3 separate regions of the Mus musculus genome follow, and regions 2 and 3 are each linked to region 1. The links are chromatin contacts, called in public Hi-C and HiChIP or PLAC-seq maps. All regions are on one chromosome and are shown on one strand. Each heading gives the region's core, a stretch centred on a gene start, on an enhancer-like site or on the middle of the called end of the contact. The rest is flanking DNA. Distances are from core to core; before and after follow the strand shown.

What was found. Hi-C and Micro-C count contacts between places; a contact is called where the count stands out from the background. HiChIP or PLAC-seq counts read pairs in DNA pulled down with a chosen protein or histone mark.
Region 2: an H3K4me3 HiChIP or PLAC-seq map of bone marrow-derived macrophages shows a contact between it and region 1, with 4 times the contacts expected there. The contact joins two enhancer-like sites. A contact is called at or near these places in 6 of 39 promoter capture datasets (the C10 cell line, the HPC-7 cell line, cranial neural crest and 3 more), 1 of 484 Hi-C or Micro-C datasets (bone marrow-derived macrophages) and 14 of 115 datasets of contacts at active chromatin or transcription factors (the 230-238 cell line, the HPC-7 cell line, bone marrow-derived macrophages and 11 more).
Region 3: a contact with region 1 is called in a Hi-C map of bone marrow-derived macrophages, with 29 read pairs. The contact joins two enhancer-like sites. A contact is called at or near these places in 6 of 39 promoter capture datasets (the C10 cell line, the HPC-7 cell line, cranial neural crest and 3 more), 2 of 484 Hi-C or Micro-C datasets (bone marrow-derived macrophages and nephron progenitors) and 1 of 115 datasets of contacts at active chromatin or transcription factors (embryonic stem cells).

What each region holds. Positions count from the first base shown.
Region 1 is chr2:117,144,142-117,147,613 of GRCm38.p6, reverse strand. The region is part of intron 1 of Spred1 (sprouty protein with EVH-1 domain 1, related sequence); the gene reads right to left. Among named protein-coding and RNA genes, the nearest start is that of Spred1, 25 kb to the right of the region's middle. Within about 2 kb of position 1,398, at least 8 of the 459 cell types and tissues checked have an H3K27ac peak or open chromatin away from gene starts, as enhancers often do. A contact at or near this core is called in bone marrow-derived macrophages, where this site is marked.
Region 2 is chr2:116,974,115-116,977,467 of GRCm38.p6, reverse strand. No RefSeq gene overlaps it. Among named protein-coding and RNA genes, the nearest start is that of Gm46758, 59 kb to the right of the region's middle. Within about 2 kb of position 1,572, at least 300 of the 459 cell types and tissues checked have an H3K27ac peak or open chromatin away from gene starts, as enhancers often do. A contact at or near this core is called in bone marrow-derived macrophages, where this site is marked.
Region 3 is chr2:116,953,524-116,956,997 of GRCm38.p6, reverse strand. No RefSeq gene overlaps it. Among named protein-coding and RNA genes, the nearest start is that of Gm46758, 39 kb to the right of the region's middle. Within about 2 kb of position 1,482, at least 12 of the 459 cell types and tissues checked have an H3K27ac peak or open chromatin away from gene starts, as enhancers often do. A contact at or near this core is called in bone marrow-derived macrophages, where this site is marked.

The sequences.
Region 1 (3,472 bases), core at 149-2,648:
TGGTGTCCAAACCTACTACTTCCTACATAATGCACGTATCCTCTACCAACTTGAAAGAACTGATACTTTACTACTTATAATGCCCCATGTTTCATTAACTTGCTCCAACAAAAGCTGATATTGCAGACGTTCCCACAGTCCTTTTTAGAACAACCAACATGTGCTCCTTCCAAAGAGGTTGGGCATATCTCATGAGACTCAGTAGCTGTTCTGTGGAAACTAAATAGGCAACTCAAGCAAGGTCGTGCCTAAAGAAAGGCTGATGTTCTCCTGTGGGTTGTGAAAAAACTGTAAAGACACCTCCTGAGAGAGGAGCTAGGAAGACACAGGCAGGAGAGGAAATTATTTTGTAAATGTTTCCATCAAGTAGGGTGTAAATCCAAGACTCGGATAATGAACATTTAATGGTTAATGGCTAGTGTGATTATAATAATAATACTTAAAGCAAAAGTAGGCACTGCTCCATCTTCCTAACTTAATCTATCTGAGAAATTCCTTTTTGCCAGCTAGGAAGAAGGTACAAGTCTATTCTCATTTCTGTGTTGTTAGTTAAAAAAAAATTTTTTTTTTTGCTCAGCCATCATTACTTGTATTATCTATGTTAGCAGACTTTAATGGCAATTGTGGGTTTATATATACGTAGGATAAAGTAGTATCCAACTTTACTATGCTTCCTGGCTCTATGGGGCAGTAGCAAGAGCATTTAGTAACAGATCACCATTCAAGGAAATTTGGGGCTCATCCTAAGAAGGGAAGTCCTTTTACTTTCAACGTTGGAGGGTGGCTTTTGCAGAGTCAGCAAAACTTGCTACGCTGAACTTCTAGACCTTCTGAAGTTACTGTGAACCCCTCCAAGGTTCTGTGCACATGACTTCATTTAACAAAGATGAAAAGCACTTACTTTACCAAATTCATGTAGGGGCAATATTTAGCTATATGCATGCTGAGAGTCCACATAACATCTTGGCACTTAATGCAGGTAGGTGGAGTAAGCTGTAAGAGGCCAGCCTTAAGGGTAATGCAATCAAATTGGGGATACAGGAAAGACATGGAGTCAGTGGCAGGGACCCAGACTCATCAAATAACAAGGAGGAAAAGTTAAGAGTAAACTCACACTGAGTATTAAAATCCACCGACTGGGTGTTCTAAACACGGTCAACATATGAAAGTCTTGGAGGTACCTCCAAGTATTCAATAAATACCTAAATAGGTGAAGGTAAGAGTAACAAAAACAGATAAAGGAGACATTAAAAGTAGCTAAAACTTCTTTACCTTCCATAGTGACTTTGGTGTGTGGGCCCTACAAGGTGACTTAAACAGCCAAATGAGAATTCAGTCAGAATTCAGAACTCTTTAGTGGTATTTACATGGTTACATAATCCTAACATTTCATCCACAGAAGGCAGTTTGCAAACTTCCTCTTAAGAGACTACACTAATCAGAAAATAGAAACTGCAAGACTGTGGAATCTTTGAATGTTTAAATACCCTTTCCGCCTAAATGCAATATAAATCGATTTAATTTTCACTGTCCTACAGCAGTGCTGTCCAATAAAAAACAGAGTCAAACTATGTAACTAAAGAGGGCAGCACTGAATATGGTATGTTACTTCAAGTATAAACACCAACAGATTGAGTAAAATGTACCCAGAATCAATTTTGTTAGAATCACATGGGTGCAGTGATCAAGTAAACTCCAAGTCAAGGAAAGAGAGAGAGAAAAAAGCTATCATCATCAAGGTTATCCTGGTCTGCATTACTAAGTTCAAGTAGCCTATGTCAATTTTGATGGCTGCTCTGTAATTACATGTAAGTAAATTAATAGGTACAATACTGGAAGTTTCTTTTAAACTGTAAGGGGAGGGGCTGGAGAGATGGGTGAGACACACATAAACTAAAATTAAAAAAAAAATCTTTAAATGTGAAAGGACATTACAGAGAAAGAAGGCATTCTAACACTTTTAGAAACTGATGTACTCATAAATAAGTGAATCAATATTGCCTTTTTATTTCCTCTAGTAGAATGTTCATTTCTTTTATATACAAACTTACATAGAATCTTAGATCTTGGCTTGATTTATGAACTCTTAGGCATTTAACATCTGCATCTTAACATTTTTATAACTCCTCATGTTATTTATTCACTTTTAATGGACTGTTTTCAGCTAAACTAAATAATCAAAAACCATCGACCTGATCTGGAGTCTGAACAGAAAGAGAGAGAGGGAGAGAGAGAGAGAGAAAGGGAGGGAAGGAAAGAAAAGCCAGCTGCTTGCTTGCTTTATTTATTTATCTATCTATTTATTTATTTATTTATTTATTTATGGCACTTTTAGTTATTAAATTAGTTTAATAAAATGAGTCCATGTAAGCAGATGCGTAAGCAGGTAAAAGCTGAGTTCTACAGAGGACCCAAAATATCTTTTATACTCCTACAGACAGCTTCTTCAAGTCATAACAAGGGAAGAAAACAACTCTGGCTTTCCACCAAGCATAAGTCATCCAGTCCTCCCAGCCCCATGCTGTTCATCAACAGACAAAATATCACCTAATAACACAGCTGAATATCCAGACACCCAGAACTAAAATCCACTCAAAGTCATTTTCCACAAGGAATTGATTTGCTTAACTGTTTACTGCTATCTAGAACAAAAAAGCCACCAAATAAACAGGTACTTCCTTACAAATACTTGAAAAGTACTTCCTCACTGTAGTTCATTTTATTAATATCAGTTTTCAGAATATGGACACTGCCTGATTATATATAGTATCAATTTTAATGATATCCTATCCTTGCATGATACATAAATAAACATAAGTAGAAAATAGTCATTTATCATAGATTTTATTTTAATATTCGTTAAGATGTATTCATTTATTTTGTGTGTACATATGTATGGGAGTTCCTGTACCACATACATGCCTGGAGGTCAGGACACCCTGCTGGAGTCACTTCTTTCTTCTACATGTAGGTTCAGGGATCAAATGATGTCCCCAGGTACAGCAACAACTGTCTGTACTGACTGAACCATCTTGCCAGCCTATTTTCCTCATGGTGACTTATTAATCATTGTTACTTTTAACTAAGAAGATATTCTTCACAATCAATGAAGGCTGGCTATGTGCATGTGTAACACACACCTATAATGCCAGTACTTGAGGATCAGAAATTCAAGGTCACCTCTGACCACCTAGCCAAGTCACAGCACAATCTAAATGTAACCTAGTTTCAAAAAAATAAGTCCCTGGTAGAGGTAAAAATAAGAGGAGGAAAAGGAGATTGTGATAGAAGACTCTGAAATAATAGCAAATATGTATCCTGGGTCTAAAAGCAGAGAACAAGGTAGTCGTAAGTGTAGCAAAAAGGCTTAAAAGCAAAGGGGCTTCTTATCTTTAAAATAAACTGAGCTTCATTTTAAACTTGGCTCTAAGAGTCCTTTACTGACCTCCACCTCATAAGGTTCATGAAATCC
Region 2 (3,353 bases), core at 323-2,822, 170 kb after region 1:
CTAAGGCAGCCTAGGGAGTGGTAATTAATTTAGCACTTTGCATTCCGGAAGAAGCATTCCCGGGTAAATCAAGTCCTCTGTCAGCTCACCCCTCTGGGTAGGATGAGGTGTTCTCTCACCGGCAACCTGGTATCCGCCCAGAGCCTCCCGGTACCCGGGTTTGTTGCCCTGTGGCTGTGTAAACAACGTCTCTGCCTGGAAGAGCTCAGAGTCAGTTTTGGCCATTTAACCTATGTGTGACCCTGAAAATGTGAAAATGTTAATCTCAGTCTCTCTCAGCTTTGTTTCCTTTTTTTTCAGTGAAAGGGAGGAAGCTATAGAATCCAGTTCAGAGCCTACTGTGAGGAATTAGGGAGGCCCTGTGTAAAGCACTTGGAATTTTCTCTCCCCACCCCCATACCTTCAGAAATAACGAGTGCAGAGTCACTCTATCTGCTTGTGAACATTTTGAAGGTTTTCATTCCCCTCGAGAGGAAAGAGGTCTGTTTTGGAGAGAGGCCAGTGGTGTTCAAAATGCAGGAAGTAAAAGAAACATAGGAGCAATTCCCTTGCACTGGAGGAGAGCTCTCTTTTAGTATAAGCAGAAAAGCAAATTGACTTGGTGAATAATAATTTTTCTTGAAGGTTTTTTTTTTTAATTGTTGTGTTTTTTGAGTTTTGTTTTGTTTTGTTTTTGTCTTTTACTGAGATGAACCAGCTTCCGCCTGAGGTGAACAAATCCTTTCCCCTCTCAGATCTTATCGTTTCTTATCTGGAAGATGGATAGATTGGAGCCAGTCTCTCCAGTGTCTGGTGGCTGTTTGATCCTGCCATGCCCTGTTGCATCCGCCCGGGAGGAATGTGTCTGGAGCCTGTTTCTGTCTTGGGCTGTGAAACTCAGCCTGGAGGGGCTTCCTCAGAGTGAAGGAAAAGTGACCTAGCCTCACTTCTGTTTGACGTTAGAGTTCTGTAGCTTTCTTTGGTGGGGGGGTCTAACACGTGGGACCAAAGGAAAAGCGCATGGAGTCTGCAAACAGTTGTGGAACAAGTGCGTTTCCCCGCAGGCCAGCAGGGGAGAGGGAAAGGAAACAAAACAAGACAAAAAAAAAAAAAAAAAAAAACCACACACACACACACACACACACACACACACACAAAAGATGTTTATTGCAAAGCTACAGTCCCAGACTAACCTGGAGGGATGTTTGAATTCTGGAAAACCTTATGGATAAGCCTCGCAATTATGTACTTAGTCACAACCAGAGGGGAGGAACTTTGAAGGCACTGAATTGAAGAGACACAAAAGTCAGGAAGTGACCCTTTCGTGGGGACTGCAGAGGCCACAGAGGAGAAACAAAGTCCCTTCACAACCAGGGAAGACGGACCGTACCATCCCGGGGGGCCGGAGTGGGGAAGAGGGCGGTGGAAACTGACATCCTCGCTCTCAAGGAGCCGGCGAGGACACGGGATTTCCCGACTGAAAAGCCTCAGTGTTCGCCTGTCCCCGCACAGCCTCTCCCCCTCCGTGGAGGCCTGGGTCCGGCAGCCCGGGGGCGCCCTGCATCACCGCTCTGTGCGCGGGCGGGGCCGCGCTCCCCGGCCTGGAGATGGATGGCGTGCCCGAGCCAGCCCATCTGCGGCCGCGGCTGGTCCGGGAGGAAGCCGTCCCCGGGGATGAATGGGGCTTTGTTCGCTGCCAGCCGCGCTCCCCTCGCGGCCCGGCCCGGCACAACGGAGGCAGTATGCGACAGGCATGGAAATGAGCCGCGGGCTCTCCCCTCGCAGCGCCCAGGAATGCTGGCCAGCCGGAAAGGAGCCCTCGCTGGGGACCCGCTCCCGCGCCTCTGAAACCCCATTGAGAAGGGCTCTTTGAAGCAATTAAAGCGCGTTTCACGGCGGCCCGGGAGGGGGCCCTGGCCGTCCAGCTTCTCTTTTTACCCCTCTTCTCTGTCCGATCGTGTTTGTGCACCTTGGTGTGGCGGGTTACCTAGAAACCAGGCCAGAACCCGCTCCCTCTCTTGCAGAGATTCTGTAACCTCACAAAAGTGTCCCCATAAACAGATTGCTTGTCACCAGGGGGCGGGGGTGTGTGCGGGCTAGAACCCAGTTTGGACTTGCTCCAAGCTGACCTGCAGAGCCTGGGTTCCTGCTTTCAAAGGCTTCTTTGCTGGGCTCTGCACCCACCTGCCCTGCAGTCAGGTTTAGGCAGACAGAAATTGCCTCTAGATGAAAAAGTCCTGAGGCTGCGGCTCAGCATTTTCCATTTTCTCAGTGGTGGGGTGGGCCGCGTTCAGGTCTAGAAGTGATGTCACAACCAGCCCTGTAAAGTGATGTAACCTGCACTTGTTGAAGGACTAGGACCGGGCTATTTTGAGACTCTTGAGTTTCTTCCTTCCCCCCTGGAGAAAAGTGGGTGACTGGGCAACTCACAAAGCCGCTCTGGGTACAGCGGTTCTCATTTGTTACCGGGGAAAATCTTAAGGCTCAGGAACTGATTCCGTGAAGAAGGATGGAATTCCTTCTAAATTGGAGGTGGGCACCTTATATATATACCCATGGGGCAAGTGTGTGAACTGAAGGCCCAGTAACACCCATATAAAAAGATTTCATTGAGTTCTCTAGTTGATTTTATAGTGCTTTCTTTCCTCTAGGAGTTAAGTCTGTCTCTTCCCCAGCAGGTGCTTCCTAGAGAACAGGATTCTTTTGTTGTAGCTTTGCTTTGTTTGTTGTGTTTCTGAGACTTGGTTCTTGAATTTCCCTCTGTGGCCAAGAATGGTGGTATATTCCGGATCGGCCTGCCTCTACCTCCCAAGTGCTGGAGTTCAGGCGTGTGCTGCCTTGAGCATCATGATCTCTTTGGGGGGGGGGGGGTTGTTTGTTTGTTTTGTTTTGTTTAGAAGTATGGGAAAGGTTCTGTGTTCAGAGCAGGTCCTTAACAATACTTATGCTAGGCAAATACATTCAATGAAGGAGCGAATGAAGTCCGATCCTCTGTTTTGTTTGTTTTGTATAATTCCAAACGAGAAGTAGAAGTAGTGAGCACAAGGTGGTTCCTGGGCAAGGAAGACGTTGAGAAGTTTGAAGGGAAGGTTCGGGAACATTTTTGAGAGCACAAACATGCCTCAAATGTTTCCTGAAATGACCCAGAGGAGAGCAGGCACTCAGGTGGGGGACTCATTCTTTCCAAGTTTGGGGTTGGTTGGTTCTGGCTAACATGAATCATGTTTTACGTCAGTGAGGAGTGTACCCCGTCCATCATTCACTCTTTAAGCATGCCATGGAAACAGGATGGTCAGTCAGAGTCATGGTTGTGCGTGGTAAGCATCATTGCGGCTCATGTGCTACTCCAGTGTCTCCATGGTGATTGTTACCTG
Region 3 (3,474 bases), core at 233-2,732, 190 kb after region 1:
TGGTTGGTGGCTTAGTCTCTGGGAGCTCCCAGGGGTCTGGGTTAGTTGATGCTGTTGGTCTTCCTATGGGGTTGTCATTCCCTTCAGCTCTTTAATCCTTCCCCTAATTGTTCCATAGTGGTTCCCAACTTCAGTCTACTGGGTGTGTGTGAGTATCTGCCTCTGTCTCAGTCAGTTGCTGGGTAAAGCCCCTCAGAGGACAGTCATGCTAGCTCCTGTCTGCAAACACAGCATATCATCAGTAATAGTGTTTGGAATTGGTGCCTGTCCATAGGATGGATTCTGAGTTGGGCCAGTCATTGGTTGGTCATTCCTTCAGTTTCTGCTCCATTTTTGTCTCTGCATTTCTTTTAGACAGCAACAGCTTTGGGTCAAAAGTTTTGTAGGAGGGTTGGTGTCTCCATCTCTCCACTTGGGGTCCTGTCTGACTACTGGAGGTGGTCTCTTCAGGTTAGGCTAAGGTCAACCACACTGAGTTCTGAGAGCCCCCCTCTCCCTCAACCTCTGAGAATTTCTAAAGGTTCTCCCTATCTCCCACCCCTGACATCTGCGTATTTCCATTCATTCTCATGGCCCTCTGGGGCCTCTCTCCTATCTTTCCCCATACCTGATCTCCCCTATTCCCTTGTCTCCCCCGCCCCCAGGTCCCTCCCTCTGCCTCCCATAACTATTTTGTTCCTCCTTCCAAGTGGGATTTAAGCATTCTCTCTTGGGCCTTTCATCTTGTTTAACTTCTTAGGGTCTGTGGGACGTATCCTGACTATTCTGTACTTTTTGGCTAATATCCACTTATCAGTGAATACATACCATGCGTGTCCTTTTGAGTCTGACTTATAATCTCCTTTATCACATTAATTAATTAAATTCCAAAGACATGATCTCACTTCAAAGTCCAGGATGGCCTCAAACCCTTAAACTCCTGACACTACCACTTCTTAAACTCCTGACACTACCACTTCCATCTCCCAAGTGTTGGGATTACAAGATACAGCCCAGCACTTTTGTCTCTTCTATTTTAGTTTCCTTCTTTCCTTCCTTTCACTTCCATCTTTCTTTCCTTCCTTCTTTCCACTTCTTCCTTCCTTCCTTCCTTCCTTCTTTCCTTCCTTCCTTCCTTCCTTCCTTCCTTCCTTCCTTCCTTCCTTCCCTCCCGCCTTCCCTCCCTCCCCCCCTCTTTCTTTCTCTCTTTCTTTCTTTCTTTCTTTCTTTCTTTCTTTCTTTCTTTCTTTCTCTCTCTCTCTTTCTTTCTCTCTCTCTCTCTCTTTCTTTCTTTCTTTCTTTCTTTCTTGCATTCATCTCTTAAAATGCCCAAGTCATTGGATTACATCTTCATCCTTCATTGCTCGGTTGTTTTCCTTAGCTTTTGGAAAACTCAGTAACCCTCACCCCTTGCTTAGTATTCGAGTACGAACTGGCTCTGTACATTTTTTCTGGGTCATCTTTTCAATGTGTGGGTTAAAAAAAGAAGATAAGCAAGTGAAATCAAGAAATAGCTCTGCACTTATTTAAAGAGTTCCTGAGAATGGACTATGCATTCCACAGAGACACAGGCACAGTAGACCAAAGTCCCTTGGGGCTTAATAAAGTGGCTGCATGTCTTAATGACAGAAAAAAATCTATATATGGTGGATTTTAAAAGATAAAATTCCTAGGCAAGCAACTTCAATAGCTCCATAGCTTCTGGAGGACAAGAATCAAATCTGTGTACTTTTGTGAGTTTCCCGAGGAAGAGATCTGGGTTTCCAAAACTACAGTCCTCTGTCCAAGTAGTTCCCCTCTTCCCTACTCTCTCCATGTTGCTGTGACAAAACAACCAAGGAGAAGATGTGTCTCATCAGTTTGGGGAATTGAAAGTCCAAGATTGTCTAGTAGACCTTGGTCAGGGACTTCGTGGTTAGGTCATAGCATCGCAATGACATCATGGCAGAAAGGAGTGTGAGGGACAGACAGAGGTCAAAAAATGAGTGTACTGGCTGGTTTTGTGCATCAACTTGACACAGGCTGGAGTTATCACAGAGAAAGGAGATTCACTTGGGAAGTGCCTCCATGAGATCCAGCTGTGGGGTATTTTCTCAGTGGGTGATCAAGCGGGGAGGGCCCCTTGTGGGTGGTGCCATCCCTGGGCTGGTAGTCTTGGGTTCTATAAGAAAGGAAAATAAGCAAGCCAGGGGAAGCAAGCCAGTAACATCCCTCCATGGCCTTTGAATCAGCTCCTGCTTCCTGACCTGCTTAGTTCCAGTCCTGACTTCCTTTGGTGATGAACAGCAGTATGGAAGTGTAAGCTGAATAAACCCTTTCCTCCCCAACTTGCTTCTTGGTCATGATGTTGGTGCAGGAATAGAAACCCTGACTAAGACAATGAGCTACAGGATAAACTAGACTAGGAGATCTTGCTCTTTTTATTACAATCTGCTTGCAAGGTAGAACTCTCTAATCCATTCCCGGCAGGCCCGACACAGGTAATCCACTCCTGAGGCGGATGCTCCTGTGATGTAATAAGCTCCACCTCATGTAAGTTCCTCCCCTTACACGGCTTGGGGTGAAAGTTCCCAGCGCCTGGACCACTGGGAAACAAGGCGTGTCTAAGCCACAGCGCTAGTGTTCAGTCCTACACCTAGGTCCTCCTCTTCTCTTTGGGAGAACAGGATTACCTCTCAGCACTCTACTGGTATCTGGCTTCTCTCCCAAATTCTAGTTGCCTCTACTTGTTTTGCTTCATTCCAGTACCCCAGAGGCTATATTTATTTAAGGAGTTTCTGAGACTGGATGATGCAGTACACAGAACCTATAGTGGTTTACTAACCTCGGGCTAACTTGCCAGGATTAGTACCCGTAGGTAAAGTGATCCTGAGAAGGTTGGAGGAGAGACTTTATGGGTAGTTCTGGAGATTTCATGGAAAGATAACCTTGGAGCTATGAGAAAAAAAATGTATATATACGTACATATTTTATATGTGCATTTTAATACATATTTATACATACAATATATACACATCTTATATGTATATAGTATATATTTATGTATACTACACACATGTATGCACACACATAAAGTATGGAAATATATAGATTTTTCTCTAGTTCAGAAAACACGTTCCTAGTGATGGAAACTTAACAAGTGACTATAAAAAGCCCAGAAATTTCCTCCACATTATGGAATATGTGCTGGAGCTAAAGCCATTATAAACGTATGTTCAGACTTAGGCCAGAGCTGGACATGGAGGAGAGTGAGTGGGCATGTGCAGGTGTGAGATTTACAGAGAATCGTGGTAGAGTGGGGCTAACTTGGGAGATTTATCGTTGGGAAAATTACTCAAATGCTAAGAGAAATGCAGGAGCAGGGGATCTCCCAGAGAGCTCAACTGTGTTAAATTTGGCAATTCAAAGGTCAGGGAGAGGGGCTTCCCAAAGGTTATGAGGCAGGCGGAGACTTTGCAGAAGTAGATTCTGTGGGATTGGGGAAGGAGAACTATT